Linked DNA regions of Sus scrofa: region 2 is linked to region 1. A link is a contact called in public HiChIP or PLAC-seq data. All regions are on one chromosome and are shown on one strand. Each heading gives the region's core, a stretch centred on a gene start, on an enhancer-like site or on the middle of the called end of the contact. The rest is flanking DNA. Distances are from core to core; before and after follow the strand shown.

What was found. HiChIP or PLAC-seq counts read pairs in DNA pulled down with a chosen protein or histone mark.
Region 2: a contact with region 1 is called in an H3K27ac HiChIP or PLAC-seq map of skeletal muscle. The contact joins two enhancer-like sites. A contact is called at or near these places in 1 of 47 Hi-C or Micro-C datasets (epiblast stem cells) and 1 of 2 datasets of contacts at active chromatin or transcription factors (skeletal muscle).

Annotation. Positions count from the first base shown.
Region 1 is chr12:5,343,261-5,345,960 of Sscrofa11.1, reverse strand. All of the region lies in intron 6 of EXOC7 (exocyst complex component 7), which reads right to left. Among named protein-coding and RNA genes, the nearest start is that of EXOC7, 13 kb to the right of the region's middle. Within about 2 kb of position 1,265, at least 6 of the 83 cell types and tissues checked have an H3K27ac peak or open chromatin away from gene starts, as enhancers often do. A contact at or near this core is called in skeletal muscle, where this site is marked.
Region 2 is chr12:5,490,159-5,492,858 of Sscrofa11.1, reverse strand. FBF1 (fas-binding factor 1) reads right to left here. Exons shown (of 30, transcript XM_021066608.1): 8 at 946-1,087; 9 at 357-434. Among named protein-coding and RNA genes, the nearest start is that of FBF1, 8.9 kb to the right of the region's middle. Within about 2 kb of position 1,403, at least 7 of the 83 cell types and tissues checked have an H3K27ac peak or open chromatin away from gene starts, as enhancers often do. A contact at or near this core is called in skeletal muscle, where this site is marked.

The DNA of each region.
Region 1 (2,700 bases), core at 16-2,515:
GGAACGGAGGCGTTTCACTCCTCAGGAGGAGCTCCTGATTCTGCCGCTCACCCTCGTCATTCCAGATCTGAGCTCTTGTGTGTGTGTGTCTCTCTAAGCCCCCACCTGCCGCATATGGACGGTGCCAGGCTAGGGGAGCTGCAGCTGCTGGCCTGCACACCACAGCCACAGAAATGCAGGATCCAAGCCACTCTGCCACCTACACCGCAGCTCGAGGCCATGCCAGATCCTTAACCCACTGAACGAGGCCAGGGATCGAACCTGCGTCTTCATGGATACTAGTCAGTTTGTAACCCACTGAGCCACAAGGGGGAACTCCTGGATCTGAGCTCGTTTTCGGCAGTGCAGAGGGTGAAGGCGATGAGATGGGTAAGGATCCGTGGGAGGGGCCGACAATTAAAAACAGTGCTGAGTGGCACTGACTCAGAAGACTGCGGCTCAGGACGGAGGAGCTGGTGCCCACTAGCTCTTACACCCAGAGGGCACAACCAGGTGGCAGAGCCTGGGGGCACTCCCCTCCCCCCACCCACCCTCCCCCTGCCGCTAGATGGCAGGCAGCCTTCTCTGGGCACGCTCAGTGTCAAGACGTGGCCAAACAGGAGTCCAACGGAGAGCAGAGCCTGGGAGTTGGCGAAATGGGATTGAGCTTCCCCAGGAGAGCAATGCCCAGGAGGGCAGGCTTGGAGACCCCCAGGCAGACTGGCCCCACACACCAGGGGAGTGACCTGAGCCACCAAAGCAACTGGGAAAAACGCAAAAGCCAAGAAGAAGTTAACAGAGGCCACCTCACGGACGGCTGGAGGGAGGGCAGCAGGAGCGAGCACACGCTCCAGGCACAGGGGCAGAAACCAACAGCTCGTGTCCTGAGTGAGAACAACGGAAGCAACACCGCAGCGCCCGCAGCCCCTGGGTCAGCTGCCTCCGTGGGAACGAGACATCTCAGGGCAGAAACCGTGGGGAAATATAAAAACAGCACTGAAAACAGACATGCGCAGCTGCCCTGATAACCAGATGGGCCGGGGCCGGGAAGGCAGCCCTGAGTGGGATCTGGTCCCTTTTCCCTGGAGACGCCCAGGTCCTCCACCGCAGCTCTGAACACGGGGAGCCTGCTGGGGTCCTGGCAGCTCCCCAAAGGACTGAGGGAGAGGGGACGGCGTCTGGAGCGGCTGTTTGTGCCAACCACAATTAGTTACTCATGAGCCAGTGTGCGGCTCCAGCCCGGCACCTGTCTCGCTGTGTTCTCCTCCTTCAGCAAGTAGTCCTGCTAATGAGCGATTCAGATTCCCGCCCCACAACCAACTAGGACCAGATGGGCCCGCCGGGCCATCAGGAGCCTCGCCAGCACACTGGCATGTATGTGGGTCGGGGACGCTGATCTGGCAGCCGCTAAAGCCATCAGGCGCCCAGTTACCACGGATGTCGCTGAGGCTGGTGTCTCGTTACCCCCGAGGCCACCCTGCCCCTCTCCTCAAGAGCTGGGGGCCTGCCTCTAGCTCCCAACATCGGACCTGAGCCCCAAGGTTCCGGACAACCCTTGAAACCCCAAAGAAACCAGAGGGACGCTCACAGCCGGCGTTTTCCTTCTAGGGCTACAGGGCTGGGATGGATGAGGTCCACTGGGAGCCCAAAGATCAGATCTCTGGTCCCTGCATGGCCAGCAGCATCCTGCATGTGGCCTGGGTTCCAGGCCTCCAGGGGTCCCAGAGGAGACAGAGGGGAAGAAAGCACAGCCCGGCCGGGGCCCAGCAGCCTCGTGGAAACAGCCGCAGCCCAATGCACGAGGCACAGGCACGAACCAGGCCTCGAGCAGGCAGCTGCGGCTGCCCTGGCTGGCTTGTAGAGTCCCTGACCGTGGCAGGTTCTCCGAGGGAGCAGCCAGGAGAGCCAAGCTGGAGGGGAAGGCTGTGCACTTTCTGCTGGGCTGCCCGGCCTCTGGACCTCGACGCTGTGCCTCTGCGGGCAGCCTCTGCCATTTCTCTAAGCCCTGAACAAAGCGCTGGGGAGGAGCAGATGCTCGGGCCACTGTGAGCAGATCTCCTGCTCTCTGAGAGGCCGGGCAGCTCGGGAAAACACTGTCCCAAGGGACGGGTCCCAGAGCAGCTGGACGGGGTGGGCGAAAGTGGGAGCAGCCCCAGGGCTCGCTGGCTCTCTCTCCTGGTGCCTGCAGCCCCTCCGCTGGAACCCCCACCCCGGCCTCTCGAAGGCAACCCCTCTCAGCAGCCAGAACAGCCAGGCTTGTCAAGCCGAAGCTGACACACAGGGACACTGTCACCTGGAGCAGAGACTACAGGGGACAGGATGATGGGAAGAAGGACAGACAGTGAGCTGCTCGCCCAGGCCAACCAACAAGCCACAGCCCAGGCCTCTTCCACCTCAATGCCCCTCCCTCAACTCTCCCACCGCAAGGCACCAACTTCTTGCGGAGCCCAAAAGCCAGGTGAGGGTCTTTGGAGAGGATGGCCTGGGATGGTTTTCTTTCTGGACTGACTGTAAAAGCATAAACGTTCCTGTATCTACTTTTTTTTTGCCATGGCTGAGGCATGTGGAAATTCCCGGGCCAGGGATCGAACCTGCGCCACAATAGTAACCAGAGCCACAGCAGTGACAACACCAGATCCTTAACCCTTTGAGCCACCAGGGAACTCCTCTGCTCTCCACTTCTTAGCTACTCATCACTTCAGGCCACTCTGGCTTTCTGGG
Region 2 (2,700 bases), core at 154-2,653, 150 kb before region 1:
GCCCAGGCTCGGCCACCTGCACAGGCCTTCTGGAAACGTCCCCAAGGCAGGAGGGGGGAAGTCAAACATCCCTGCGATTGCGATGGGAAAGGGAATTTTTCCTCGACTTCATAAAATCTTCAGTTTGACACCTGGCTTCAAAGTCCCTGCAAGTGCGTGCCCCCAACAGCCCAGCCGGTGGAACAGAACTGGTCCCTCCCTGAAGCGAGGAGGGACGAATCAGTGCTGCCAGCTGTCGGCTCCTCATCTGACGACACAGCGACTCAGCCTCGGGCAGAAGCAAGGAAGCAGCGCCCTGGCTACTCCGCTCACAAAACCGAAGCGTCCCAGAGGCATGACTGCAAGGCCTGTGGTACCTTCGAAGGAGAACTTCCGGTACTGATGCCCAGAGCTGGTGGGAGAGGGAGGTAGCTTCTTGGCGGGAATGGCATCTCCTGCAGGGAGCAAAGACGAGGGAAGGTCTCAGGCCTTGGGGCTCTCTTGGCCCACGTGCGGCCACACGATGACCGGGACCACTGGGCTGGCGCAGGCTTCTACCCGGCGGCCAAGGGCCTGCGGCCATGGACACAGCCATGGGATAGGTCCCTAGTTCTCAAACAGGCTTCTGGCCTGGAAATGTGGTCAGGAAGCTCCCCCAGGCCTCTATGCACAAGTCATTCCAAACAGAAACCCAGGTTTGGGAGACGTACAGGCAACCAGAAAATCTCCAGTTAATCTCCAAGGGCTTCTCCAGGAGTGGCCACGCTGGACTTAGAGGGACTGGAAGAGGCCGAGGAAGGGTAAAAGCTCAGCCCGCCTCCCTCCCCGACCACAGACACCCAAACACCCACGAGGACACAGTGAGTGCCCGGCCGCCCTGCCCAGGCAGAGAAAACCCATGGGGACACGCGAGCACCTCCACACGCCCCACGTGGCCCTGGGTCTGGGGACCTATCTTCCACACACCTTTCTCGTGGGCAGTGAACACCCCGGCGGGTCTCAGTTTACTAGGCTGCTCTTCTTTCCCAGAGACCTTTGCGGACCTCGTGCTTGAGCCTAGATTCGACGTCTTCAGACCAAAGAGAACAGCATCCATTTCATCCAGGTCCTGGAAACGCGAGAAGGCGGGAGGCAGCCCCAAAGGTGCTTAGCCGGCGGCTCCGTGTCCCCGAGCTCTGAGCAGCCTGGGAAGGACGCTGCCTCCAGTCTCCACGGGGAACAAATGGGGACTTGGTGGGGGGGAACCGACCCCTCCAGGGTTACAGAACAAGGACAGAGGCAGGGCAAAAGCCCAGAGGTCCCACACAGCGTCTCAGATAAGCCGAACGGTCTCCTGGGACTTCTACCAGCCTTACTAGTAGCTGCTGCCTCAGTGCCAGGACGAGAGGGTGCCTAAGATCTGCTGACAGCAGCTTCTCACACAGGCTCAGCACACGCTGAAGCTGTTGGCCGTAGAAACAAAAGAGCAGGCTCCTGGGCAGTAAGGCGGGACCTGAGATAACCCTTCGTCCAAAGTCACGGGAAATCTGATCTGGGGCCCTTAGCCTGCCTGAGTCAGGGGACACCAAGTGCCATCCGAGGCAGCGGTAGGGTGAGACTGTTGGTCTGTGTCAACCGACGCTCTAGGGTGAGGACATTCAAAGCCACCCTAACCAGGCTGGGAGAGGAGGCGTCGGGACTCACTGTCACCACGAGCCCTGATACCGACTGGCGGCTCAACAACTCTGAAAGGACAATAGACTTGCACTTGAGGAGGGCGGCTGGCACGCCAGGGCCAGTATTGAGGAAGCAAAACAAAGTGAGAAAATTACTCAGAAAAGAGCTGAGTTGGGAAAGATAACAGAACCAAAGGCAGGCAGAGTGGGTGGGCGGTTCGGTTCCCGGTTCTGGAATGAGAGACTCAGAGCCACCGCCATTAGCCGAGTCAGAGGCCTCGAGGGGCCGACTCAGGGTCGCAGCGGCCTGGCCTTGGGCAAGCGTGGTTTCAAGTTGAGGGGAAAGAGGCTGACTCTGGAGCCAAGAAGGGAGAGATCCCAACTCTTTAGGGCCCCGCAGGTTGGCAGGCAGGTGCTCAGCCCTGGCTCCTGGCAACGCGGGTTGGCCAGAAGGGACATGAGGCGGAGGCCAGGCTGGACGGAAGGGGAGGAGGCACCAAGGGCGACTCAAGGTTTTAGGGCCCAGCCAGGCCGCCGAGCGCCGAGAGATTTCGCTTATGAACTGTTCAGATTTACGGCTCAAAATTCCCTGGCAGAGACTAGCTTGGGGCTTGATCTGATGAGAGGACAGCTGTACCAGGGGACCTGGCAGGAGAAATCTGGAGAAAGATTTAGGGGAGACCATCTCCCCTTTTCCTCAGGAGGGAGCCAGCCCCGTTTCACCAGAGGCCTGTGACGGGGCTGTGTCTCTGGGTGGGCAGATCCCCACAAACCAGGAAAACGGATTTACACCAGAGGGGCATGGAGGGCCAGAGCACGTGGATGAAAGCCATTCTTTTCGTTTTCTGGGGTTTTCTGCTTTTTACGGCCGCGCCCTTGGCATACAGAAGTTCCCAGGCTAGGGGTTGAATCGGAGCTACAGCTGCTGGCCTACACCACAGCCACAGCCACAGCCACGCAGGATCCGAGCCGTGTCTGCAACCTACACCACAGCTCAGGGCAATGCAGGATCCCTGGCCCACTGAGCCAGGCCAGGGATTGAACCTGCATCCTCACGGATGCTGGT